2 separate regions of the Macaca mulatta genome follow, and region 2 is linked to region 1. Evidence: chromatin contacts called from public Hi-C data. All regions are on one chromosome and are shown on one strand. Each heading gives the region's core, a stretch centred on a gene start, on an enhancer-like site or on the middle of the called end of the contact. The rest is flanking DNA. Distances are from core to core; before and after follow the strand shown. Region 1 holds the start of COQ10B (coenzyme Q10B). Region 2 holds the start of HSPD1 (heat shock protein family D (Hsp60) member 1).

Evidence for each region. A called contact is a pair of places that touch in the nucleus more often than the background predicts.
Region 2: a contact with region 1 is called in a Hi-C map of liver, with 2.0 times the contacts expected there. The contact joins the promoter of HSPD1 here to the promoter of COQ10B in region 1. A contact is called at or near these places in 2 of 14 Hi-C or Micro-C datasets (fetal cortex germinal zone and liver).

The regions. Positions count from the first base shown.
Region 1 is chr12:102,390,232-102,395,720 of T2T-MMU8v2.0, reverse strand. It overlaps COQ10B (coenzyme Q10B), which reads right to left and starts at 2,314. Exons shown (of 5, transcript NM_001195786.1): 1 at 2,199-2,314. The coding sequence starts at 2,314. LOC144333444 (a long non-coding RNA gene) reads right to left here. Exons shown (of 3, transcript XR_013402097.1): 2 at 4,259-4,334; 3 at 3,686-4,172.
Region 2 is chr12:102,441,558-102,447,046 of T2T-MMU8v2.0, reverse strand. It overlaps HSPD1 (heat shock protein family D (Hsp60) member 1), which reads left to right and starts at 2,519. Exons shown (of 12, transcript NM_001195516.1): 1 at 2,519-2,566; 2 at 3,487-3,662; 3 at 4,957-5,209. The coding sequence starts at 3,489. It overlaps HSPE1 (heat shock protein family E (Hsp10) member 1), which reads right to left and starts at 1,916. Exons shown (of 4, transcript NM_001195788.1): 1 at 1,907-1,916; 2 at 1,107-1,271. The coding sequence starts at 1,909.

The DNA.
Region 1 (5,489 bases), core at 1,065-3,564:
ACCTCAGGTCCCAATTAGCTGGGACCACAGGCATGTGCCACCAAGCCCTGCTAATTTTTTACTTATCTGTAGAAACGAGGTCTCGCTATGTTGTCCAGGCTGGTTTCAAACTCCTGATATCAAGTGATCCTCCTGCCTCAGCCTCCCAAAGTGTTGGGATTACAGATATGAGCCACTGTGTCCAACCTTGTTTGTTTTTTGAGACAGGGTCTGGCTTGGTTGCCCAGGAATGAGTGCAGTGGCCCAAACAAGGCTCACTGCAGCCTCAACCTCCTGGGTTCAAGTGATGCTCCCATCTCAGCCTCCTGAGCAGCTGGAACCACAAGCTTGCACTACCACACAGCCAGCTAATTTTTCTGTATATAAGTATGTGTATACACACACACATTTTTTTTTTCTTTTTTTTTTTGGTAGAGACAAGGTTTTGCCATGTTGTCCAGGCTGCCTTCATGAGCTCAGGCAATCCTCCCGCCTCAGCCTCCCAAAGTGTTGGAATTACAGGCGTGAGCCACTGCGCCCAGTCCCATTCATCTGTTGTTGGACACCTACGTTGATTCTGTATCTTGGCTATTGTGAATAGTGCTGAAACCTTTACTTGAAAAGACGAGATCTTTGCTTCTAAAGAGGTGAACTGGGTATCTGGTTGACTTTTTACTATATATAAAGGTTCATGTGTTTAGTGGAAGTCAATACATGAACCTTTCTACCAGGTTTATGTATTGCCTCCCAGCCTACCCAAAAAAATACCCTTACACAATCTGATTACAATCCTAAGGAAAACACCTGTGTTTAAAGCAAACTGACAGGACATTTTCTGATCAATTTGCATGCTATAGTTACAGTGCCCTGGACAGCACATCTATTCTCATGCACTTCCAGGAATACTATGTCTTAAACTACGATATGAGGAGACACACATTCATATATACAGTTAAGCCATGAAATGAATACTGGACCACTGGACCACATGGAAAACAGCTTTTTTTGTCACTCCTCTTCCAGTACTACTCTCTCAAATACCTAAGTATAATAAAGGTCAGAATCTGATGACTAACGCTGGAAATGAACTCAAACTGCCGCCCTCATTATCATAAACAGTATTTATCTTGGAACTGAAGCCTCAATTTGATCACTAAAGCAACTGTATTTTTCTCAAAAGCAAGTGCTGTTTATTTGCAAGACATTTTATAAGAGTAATACAAACAGATCTGAAGTATGACGGGGTTATTCTGCTTGAAACTACTTTTTGAAGTTACTCTCTAAAGCAGGAGTAATTTTATGATTTTGCCTCATCCAACATTTGTCTAAAGGGATTTGGATTTGGTAAGGTTGTTGGTGTTTTTAAATATTCTTAATTGAATCTTTTTTAAAAAAAATTATTTCCTCGTTTCCCGTAGGGCTGGATCTTAATTTAATCTAAATGTCCTGGGGCTCAACCAGATTTGTGTTTTCTCTCCCCACGTCGTACTTTGTACACCTGAATTCATTTAAAACACACTAACTTTAATTTTCAAGAACATTACAATGTTATTAATAAAAAGAAACTATGTCGTACAAGTATGGTATCCATGTTCCGACCTCCATCTCCACCCTCACCTACCAAAAATTGAACCAACCAGGAAAATCGAAAGCAGACTACGGTTCAAGGTTACAGGACCTGTAAGTTACAGCAGAGTGAAAAAATCCAGGTCCCTTATGTTAGCTACATTTAGTTTTGTAAACACTAAATGGTGAGAACAAAGCACTCTTCCAGAAATTGGGAAAACGCATCTGACCATCTGGCAGGTAGAAGGAATCGGAGAAGGCAGCTCACCGCCAAACCACAAACTCCCATACAACCAGCAGCCGGCAACCCTTCCGCGCAAAGCTAACACTTTCCAACAGCAGCAGCAACAGGCCATAGGGGAGGAGACCGGAAGAGCCCCAAGGCACCAATGGCCAAATTGCTTCCAAAGTCGCTTTGCCGATGATTTCACCGCCTCTCAAGAGGGAAACGAGGCACGAACACAGCCTTGGGCCCAGGGGGATGCGCGCCGCTCTTGAGTCCCTCAGATGCCAAACGCAAAAGAGCTTTCTCCTCTAAAGGCACGGAAATGCACCGAGTCCGGCTCTGCCTCACCCCCAAATCCTTCCGGTCCTCCAACTCGGCAGCCAAAATGGAAAACTACTCTCGTCGCAGCGCCCCCGCTGTTGATTACCTGCCATTCCGCACGGGCGCAAGCGCCCGTGCGGGGGCGCAGGCCGCTGTCGCCGACTTCGGAAGGCATCCCGAGAACACCCTTCTCAAGGCTGTGTGACCAGTCCGAGCTGCCATGATAGACTCTCCGAAGCCGGTCGTCACCTCCCAGACTAGCCTTGCAGCACCGCCCTTCTCTGGTCGGGCCGGCAGCCCGGCTCCGGTCCCTCCCAGCCAATCGGCTGGTCCCCTGCCGCAGCCTGACACGCCCCTTCTTCCCTTCCGGGTTGCACGTCGCTGACACACGCTCACTCTACCTACGTAGAGCTGACTGTAAACGGTCCCGTCAGCCTGTCGGCCAATCGGAGGAGATACAAGCCCGCCAGGACACACCTCTCTCTCCGGACTGACCAATCGCTTTTCCCGCGCGCTCGCGCAATTTGCGTAATACTCAGTGACTCCTCAGTCCACGCCCCGCGCAGGAATTTTCCTGGAGTAACCAACCGCCGTGGTTCTCCTGGGGTCCGCTTCCGGTCGGGAGGCCAGTGACTTGAGCCCCGCCGGGGGGCTGCGGGAAGCCCCAGGGTTAGGGTGTTAATTATGTAACTGTCCAAACCCATGAGCGCGGAGCGAAACAGGCGATCGCTCCTGGCTGCGAAGCCTGGCCGTTCCCGTCCTGCTTGTTAATGATTGTGTAATACAATGCCTGCTTTGCCTACCTCACGGGGTAATTATGAGGGTAACATAAGGTCCTGTCATTAGGAAACAGCCTGTTATCCAGCATCAGTTCCATCTGCCTTCTTCCTGCGTGGCCCAAATTTTAGTTGGTGTTCTTGTATGGCTTGGGTTTCCCTTCCATACTAATCAGACGACTTCGCTTTCATTTACTTGTTTCGGTGATAGTCATCAAGTCCAGACTTCTTGTTCTCTCAGTTTGTTCTCAGGTCTTAAGGTTTGTACGCCGATAGTTTTCCTGCAAACTGTAAAGTGAGGATAGCAATACTACCTATTTAATATAGTTTGGGAACAGTAAATTAGATTGTTGATTAAATGTAGTCAGATATTTGTGTGGCACCTAGTAGATACTGGAGAAGTGAGCAAAAGTCTTCACTGTCACAGAGCTTATATCCCAGTGGGGGAAAGAAACCAATTAGTTTATAGTACAATGGCAGCTTGTTATATGTCCTGGAGACTAAACAGTAAACCAGGGTAAGGAGATGAAAAGGGAGGAATATGGTAGGGTGCTGTTTTATATAGGGTAGTTAAGAGGGGCTCTGAGAGGATGACACTGAACAAAAGCCTAAAATGAAGTGAGGAAGTGAACTGATTACTTGGGAGAAAATGACTTTCAGGTGTGTGGAACAGCAAGCGCAGAGGCCCCAGGCAGGAACAATCTTGGCATGCTTTAGGAAGAGCAAGGAGTTTGGAGCACAGTGAGAGGAGGAAAGTGGTAGGAAATAAGGTCAGAGAGGTAGGTAGAGCTTTATCCTAGTGCCACGGAAGCCATAGTGTGCTACCAATTTTTTATTGTATTCTAAGTTCGAAGGAAAGCCATTAGAGTTTGAGAGCAGAAGAGTCACTTGATCTGATTTACATTTAAAGCAATATTCCAGCTGTTGTGTCTATGATTATTTTCTCCTCTTGCTTGGTTCATTGCAGTCACCCTTTACTAGATACTTTGTGGAGTAAATTGAAATCATCAGCTACAAGGTTTGTCAAACATTTTGCAGTACAACACATGATGTACTTGTAGATTGAGGTGGTTCTGTAGCTGCATGGACAATTCTGTATCAATTACTTTCAAATACACAATCCTTGCTCTTCTTTAAATCTTAAATATTTCCAGTATTCAAGTAAGGTCTTCTTTAAAGTACATTTTCAGGCCAGGGACAGTAGCTCATGCCTGAAATTCCAACACTTTGGGATGCTGAGGCAGAAGGGTCGCTTGAGGCCAGGAATTTGAGACCAGCCTTGGCAACGTGGCGAGACCCCATCTCTACAAAAAAAATTAAACAATTAGCTGAATGTGGTGGCACACGCCTGTAGTCCCAGCTACTGGGGAGGCTGAGGCAAGATGATCACCTGAGCCCAGAAGTTTGAGATTGCAATGAGCTGTGATCATTCCACTGCATTCCAGCCTGGGTGACAGAGCGAGACCCTGACTCAAACCAAAAAGAAAAGAACATGTTAAATGACACCAAGGGGATACTATCTGCCAATTCCAGAATATGGGAAATTCTATAGGACAAGTCACCCAGTTTATTCAGTGAGAAAATATTAAGTAAAAAAGGAAGGGGAGGGGGAGACAGTTGTAGATTTAAAGGATGTAAAAGGCTTTATTTTGATTTTGTTTTGCGCAAACTAAATATAAAAATATATATATGAGACTAAGAAATTTGAAAGCTGGATACTAGATGATTTTAAGAAATTATTGGCCGGCTGCGGTGGCTCACGCCTGTAATCCCAGTACTTTGGGAGGCCGAGGTGGGTGGATCAAGAGGTCAGGAGTTTGAGACCAGCCTGACCAACATGAAGAAACCCTCGTCTCTACTAAAAATACAAAAATTAGCTGGGCGTGGTGGCACATGCGCATAATCCCAGGTACTCAGGAGGCTGAGGCAGGAGAATCTCTTGAACCCGGGAGGTGGAGGTTGAGGTGAGCCGATATTGCGCCATTGCACTCCAGTTTGGGCAACGAGCAAAACTCCGTCTCAAAAAAAAAAAAAAGCCTTGATTACATTGTTAGTAAGGACTGTGTTACGATTATAAACACGTTTACTGATTGATGTCAAATTCACTGTAATTGTAGAACTAATTTTTTTAGTGGGCATTTTGCCCTACTGTCTATATGATGACATCTTTTTTGAGCAGCTAAATTTTAAATTGTATATACTTTATTTTGTGAATACTTCTTGAATGTGCTAAAGGTTGAGCTCTATGGTAGAGAGGGTTTTCTGGCTGGGCAACAGTGGTTTACGCCTGTAATCCCAGCACTTTGGGAAGCCAAAGCAGGTGGTTCACGAGGTCAGGAGATCGAGACCATCCTGGCCAACATGGTGAAACCACGTCTGTACTAAAAATATAAAAATTAGCCGGGTATGTGGTGGCACGTGCCTGTTGTCCCAGCTACTCAGGAGGCTGAGGCAGAAGAATCACTTGAACCCAGGAGGTGGACGTTGCAGTGAGTCAAGGTCACGCCACTGCACTCCAGCCTGGGTGACAGAGCAAGACTCCATCTCGAGAAATAAAAAATAAAAAAATTCAATTCAGGCCAGGTGTGGCTCACACCTGTAATCGCAGCACTTTGGGAGAC
Region 2 (5,489 bases), core at 1,270-3,769, 51 kb before region 1:
AACTGAGGAACATCTAAAACAGAGGTGTCCAATCCTTTGGCTTCCCTGGGCCACAGTGGAAGAATTGTGTTGGGCCACACATAAAGTACACTAACATTAACAGTAACTAATGAGCTTAAAAAAACTTGCAAAAGAAATGTTTTAAGAAAGTTTAGGGATTTGTGTTAGGTGGCATTCAAAGCTGTCCTGGGCTGCAGGTTGGACAAGACTAACCAACCTGTTCCTCGGATAGGTACACCAACTAAGGCCCCAACTGGTTAAGATTAGGGCAATGTCAATGTGTTAGGGGTTAAACGAATAGTCCAAGATTCCTCTCAATTCTTAAATGCCCCCTCATTTTACCTTGAAGCACATCTTTTGTCTTTATTTATTTATTTAGATACTAGGTCTCACTATGTTGCCCAGACTGGTTTCGAACTCCTGAGCTCAAATGATCCTCTTGCTTTGGCCTCCCAAAATGCAAGGATTATAGGTGTGAGTCACCATGCATAGCATCTTTTGTCTTATTAAAAATTTAGAATGTAAGGCAAACACTGATCATACTAGGCTACCAAATTGCTATTGAAGGCTTTTTTCTTTTTGAGACGGAGTCTTGCCCTGTCGCACAGGCTGGAATGCAGTGGCGGGATCTCGGCTCCCTGCAACCTCCGCCTCCAGGGTTCAAATGATTCTCCTGCCTCAGCCTCCCCAGTAGCTGGGATTACAGGCGGATGCCAGCACACCCGGCTAATTTTTCTATCTTTAGTAGAGACAGGGTTTCACCATGTTGGTCAGGCTGGTCTTGAACTCCTGACCTTGTGATCCGCCCACTTCGGCCTCCCAAAGTGTTGGGATTACAGGCGTGAGCCACAGCGCCCGGCGTATTGAAGACAATTTTTAATACTCGAAACTATCACATAAAATAAACATCATAGCATTGGTCATATAAAATAAGCAACTTTATATTAGTCATTTCCCTTTAAGAAACAGATTAGAACCAAAGCAGTTAATTATCTTGGACATGACATAAATTCTACCTAATAGGAGACTTTTAATACTCCAGAATTACTCCTTTTCCCTCCACTGCACACTATAGAAAAAATAGTTCCACCGCAGCCCCCATTTACCTTTCCTTTAGAACCCGATCCAACAGCGACTACTGTTGCTTGCAATACTTTTCCTTGAGATTTTTCTGGAAGCATAATGCCTCCTTTGGTTACAGTTTCAGCAGCACTCCTTTCAACCAATACTCGGTCAAAGAGTGGAAGAAACTTTCTAAACGCTTGTCCTGCCTGTAGGAAGAGAAATGTTTTGAAACAAAAACTAAATGTAATCATATTATCAACAGGCAACGCCACCGTGTTGTATACATCTCAACACGTTTTGGCTTCGAAAGTTAACACCAAACCTCAGCTTATTCGTTAAGGAAACGCATTTGAATGTACTAACCAATATTCCAAGTTTAATTCCCGATTCCTTACATCTGTTAAGGGTCGTTGTCGCTCCTCTGGTGAGCAACCAGACCAGCTTTAAGGTCAACCTTAGTTTATTCCAAGGTCAAATGTTTTCCTTCTTCAGGGTTTTTCAGAAATTTTCAAGAAACGCTGGGTCAATCTCCCTGCCTGGCACCATGCTTTTTACCCAAGATATTACACATCCACAAAGGCCCTGCAGAGCAGGTGGGACGCTGCGCTTGCATCCGGGTTCCCGCCACCTGCCTTACACACCCGCAGCACACGCGCGTGCAAAGAGCCCCCGGAGAAGAAAAGGGTCGGGCAGGCCTTGCCGCTCCAAGGTGCCGGCGGGCGCTGGTCACTGAGTGGCCACCAATCCCTCCCGCCTAGCCCAACAAAAGAGGGGCGTCAGTGATCCCCGTACGCCTCAGACAGGCCCGGGCTTGCGGGCTTCGGTGCCACGCGGGACTCACCATGACTCCCTCCGCCTCAGACTCGTACTCTGCTCTAGTGTAGCGCCGCAAGGAGAGACTCGCGGCGCAGCCCTGGCGACACGTGAAAAAACCGCCCAGCGCGCAGGCGCGCTCGCCCCAACCCCCGCCGCTAGCCCCCTCGCCCCTCCCCGCGAGAAAGGGCGGTCGCCCCGACGCGCGCCGCGATTCGCCCCAAGGGCCCTGCGCAGGCCGCTGACGCGAAGACTCGGAGGCGGAAGAAAAGAGGAGCTGTTTCTAGGCTTTTCTAGGCGCCCAGCCGAGGTGAAAGAACTACCCCTTCGTCCCCTCCCGGAAATGACGCGATTTTACCCTTGACCCGTAGGGAGCGCGGCACTTTCCGGAAAGTTCTGGAACTGAGCACGGCCCGGGAACTAGCCTAAGCCGGCGGGAGAGGGCTGAGCGCGCTAGCACACCCTGCGCGGGTAGGGAGGGGCGGGGCTCGCGCGCAGGGTGTGCAGATTGCAGGGGCCCGGCTGACGGGAAGGGGGTGGGAGCTGCCTGCACACGTGGTGCCCCGGGGCGGGGGGAGAGGCGGAGGGAGGGGACACGGGCTCATTGCCGTGTGCGCCCTGCACTCTGTCCCTCACTCGCCGCCGACGACTTGTCTCGCCGCGCGCACGCCCCGCCGCCGCCCCGCAGGTATGCGGCCTTCCCACGCCGCCTTCCCCGGCGCCTGCGACCCCCAAGTGGGCCTTCCTCCTCTGCGGTCCTGCTGGAGGATGCGGGCGACGACAACCTGGAGTTCTGCACCGCACCGCAGGCCCAGGCCCACGGGTCCAGGCCTCCCGGGTCCATGCGGGTTCCATCACGTGCGACGCGGATCCTGGACCTCGGCTGGGCGCAGGAGGGACAACTCACGGGGATTGAATTTGGGGGATTGTAGCCACTTAGGCCCGCTGGTGCAACCCGCGCCTGGTCGACTTCGGGGAACCGGGGAGGGTGTTGTACGCGAGGGAACCGCTTTTTTCCCCCGCAGCTAGCTGGGATACCGCGCCTTCACTCTTGACCTTGCTAGGGGCGTTCGGAAAGAAGGACACGTGGGCCCGCGCCGAGTGGGCCGGGCCGCCGCCCCCAGCATCGCGGCCTTGCTGGCTGCTCTGATACAGTAGCCTTGGGTGGATCCATGGAGATACTTTGCTGAGCTGCTTTTTGCACCGCCAGGAATACTTTCAGCTTCCCTGGTCACTGGGATTTGTAACTTGCCTCTCTCCGGCTGACTTGGTTTCTCAGGGGCCACAGTTGGAGTGGGTCTGCCCACAAGGCCGTTTTCGCGGTGAAAGATTAACTCGTTTTTGGCGGCAGGGATAGGTGGCCGTGGGGAAGGAGCTGCATGTGCTTTGTGCTAGTGCTATAGGTCAGGCGCCGGGGCGGCTCTTTAGCTTGCGGTAGTGGCTGATGTTCCGAAGCTGCGGCGCCTTCCGTCATTCAGGTGTAGTGGCTGGCAGAGGTCAGCCAGGCTCACCATCTCACGTTGCTTGCTCTGTTGCACAGGTTCGCATGTTTGTGCTGCAGCGCAGCATAGGTGGTAGTACTGATTATCTATTTGCTTCCATCCCCAGAAATGCTTCGGTTACCCACAGTCTTTCGCCAGATGAGACCGGTGTCCAGAGTACTGGCTCCTCATCTCACTCGGGCTTATGCCAAAGATGTAAAATTTGGTGCGGATGCCCGAGCCTTAATGCTTCAAGGTGTGGACCTTTTAGCCGATGCTGTGGCCGTTACAATGGGGCCAAAGGTATCAGTAAATTTATTTTATTATAATTATGGTAGTATTAATAGCATTTTGCTCACAAATAGTCGCACTGAACTGTTGAACAGTACTTTCGTATCCATTTTTGAGAACTCAGTTTACATGTAAGAATTCTGAAGTATTGGTTAACTTTTTTTTTCTTAGACATGATCTTAAAGCTTAAACTGCTTCAGCCAGATTTTCGAAACTAGTTTGTTCAATGTGTGATGTAATCGGGTAGTAACATAGCTCAAGATGGATTCTTAAACTCGAGGTAGAATTTTGCTTGCCTAAGTTAAAATTTGGATCCTTTCTGAGTAGTTCATGCCAAGTGTAGAGAGAAGAGTTTAACTTATCTTCCATAATCCCTCAGGTATGTGCTTGTAGGTGCTAAATTTTTTTTTTTTTTTGGTTTATTGTAAAATGTACACAACATAAAATTACCATTAAGTGTGCACTTTGGGGACATGGGGACATTAATTACATTTATGTTGTGCAGTCACCACCACCATCCATCTCCAAAACTTTTTATATGGGAAAATTGTAATTTTGTACTCATTATACAGTAGCTTCCCATTCTCTCCTCCACCTCAAGATGCTAGTTTTACCTATCGGTTTTCTGCTGTTCTCTTGTTCCGAAGCATATTTAAAATAAGTCTCATTTAATAGGGGTAATATTTTGAGGGGGGCTTTGAAGGTGGTGTGCGGTCAAGTGGTACTTCATTTCAGTTTGAAGACAGTTCAGATATCAAGTGATCCAAACAACTGCATAAAACACAACATTTGCACACCTCACGAATAGAAAGTAGCAGCTTTAGTTCAAATCCAAAGGATGGCCAATAACTGTGCCATGGTTGAAGTTGTATGTTGAGTGAACTTGGAAGAGCACACTACTTGCCTTGATGGTTAATATTTTAAACGAATTTTAAAACAAGTCACATTGCTTTAAAGGATAACAGGCACTAACTAAAACTTAGGTATAAGTGATAGGAAGATTGTTTTATTCTTTGTCTTGTGTTCTTGTTCATTTTATAAGATGACAAATTTTAGTCCCTAGTATTTTAATCTTCTAAATTACTTAGTTCAAAATTATGCTCTTGGCAGAGAAACAGGTCATTCTGTCTGTAGACAAAGAATGTCGATAAACTTGCCCTTGAGATTCATGCTGCAAGACTGATAAAAATGACACAACTTATGTGGAGACTTTGAAGTAGTTGCTTTATTATGAAGACTGCTCATTTTTTAAAATATAAGTAATCCTTAGGGTATGTGTGATCCTGTTACATTTTTTTTCTTGTAGGGAAGAACAGTGATTATTGAGCAGAGCTGGGGAAGTCCCAAAGTAACAAAAGATGGTGTGACTGTTGCAAAGTCAATTGACTTAAAGGATAAATATAAAAACATTGGAGCTAAACTTGTTCAAGATGTTGCCAATAACACAAATGAAGAGGCTGGGGATGGCACTACCACTGCTACTGTACTGGCACGCTCTATAGCCAAGGAAGGCTTCGAGAAGATTAGCAAAGGTGCTAATCCCGTGGAAATCAGGAGAGGTAGGAATGTCTATTGTCACTACAGTGTTCTAAACTTCAGTGTGCTTTAAGGCATTGATTCCTTGGAGCTAAGGAGAGTGTCTGTTACTTTAGGAAATTGATCCTTCTCTCATTCCTCTTGGCCTGGAGAAATCTTAAACTGGGTTTTTCTTTAGCAAGTAGTGATTGAATGCCTGGCTGTATGGTGGGTAGGTACTGTTAGGTAATTTTGATGTTTTACTTAGTTGGTTTCTTTTGTTTTTAGAGACAGGGTCTTGCTCTGTAGCCTAGGCTGGACTGC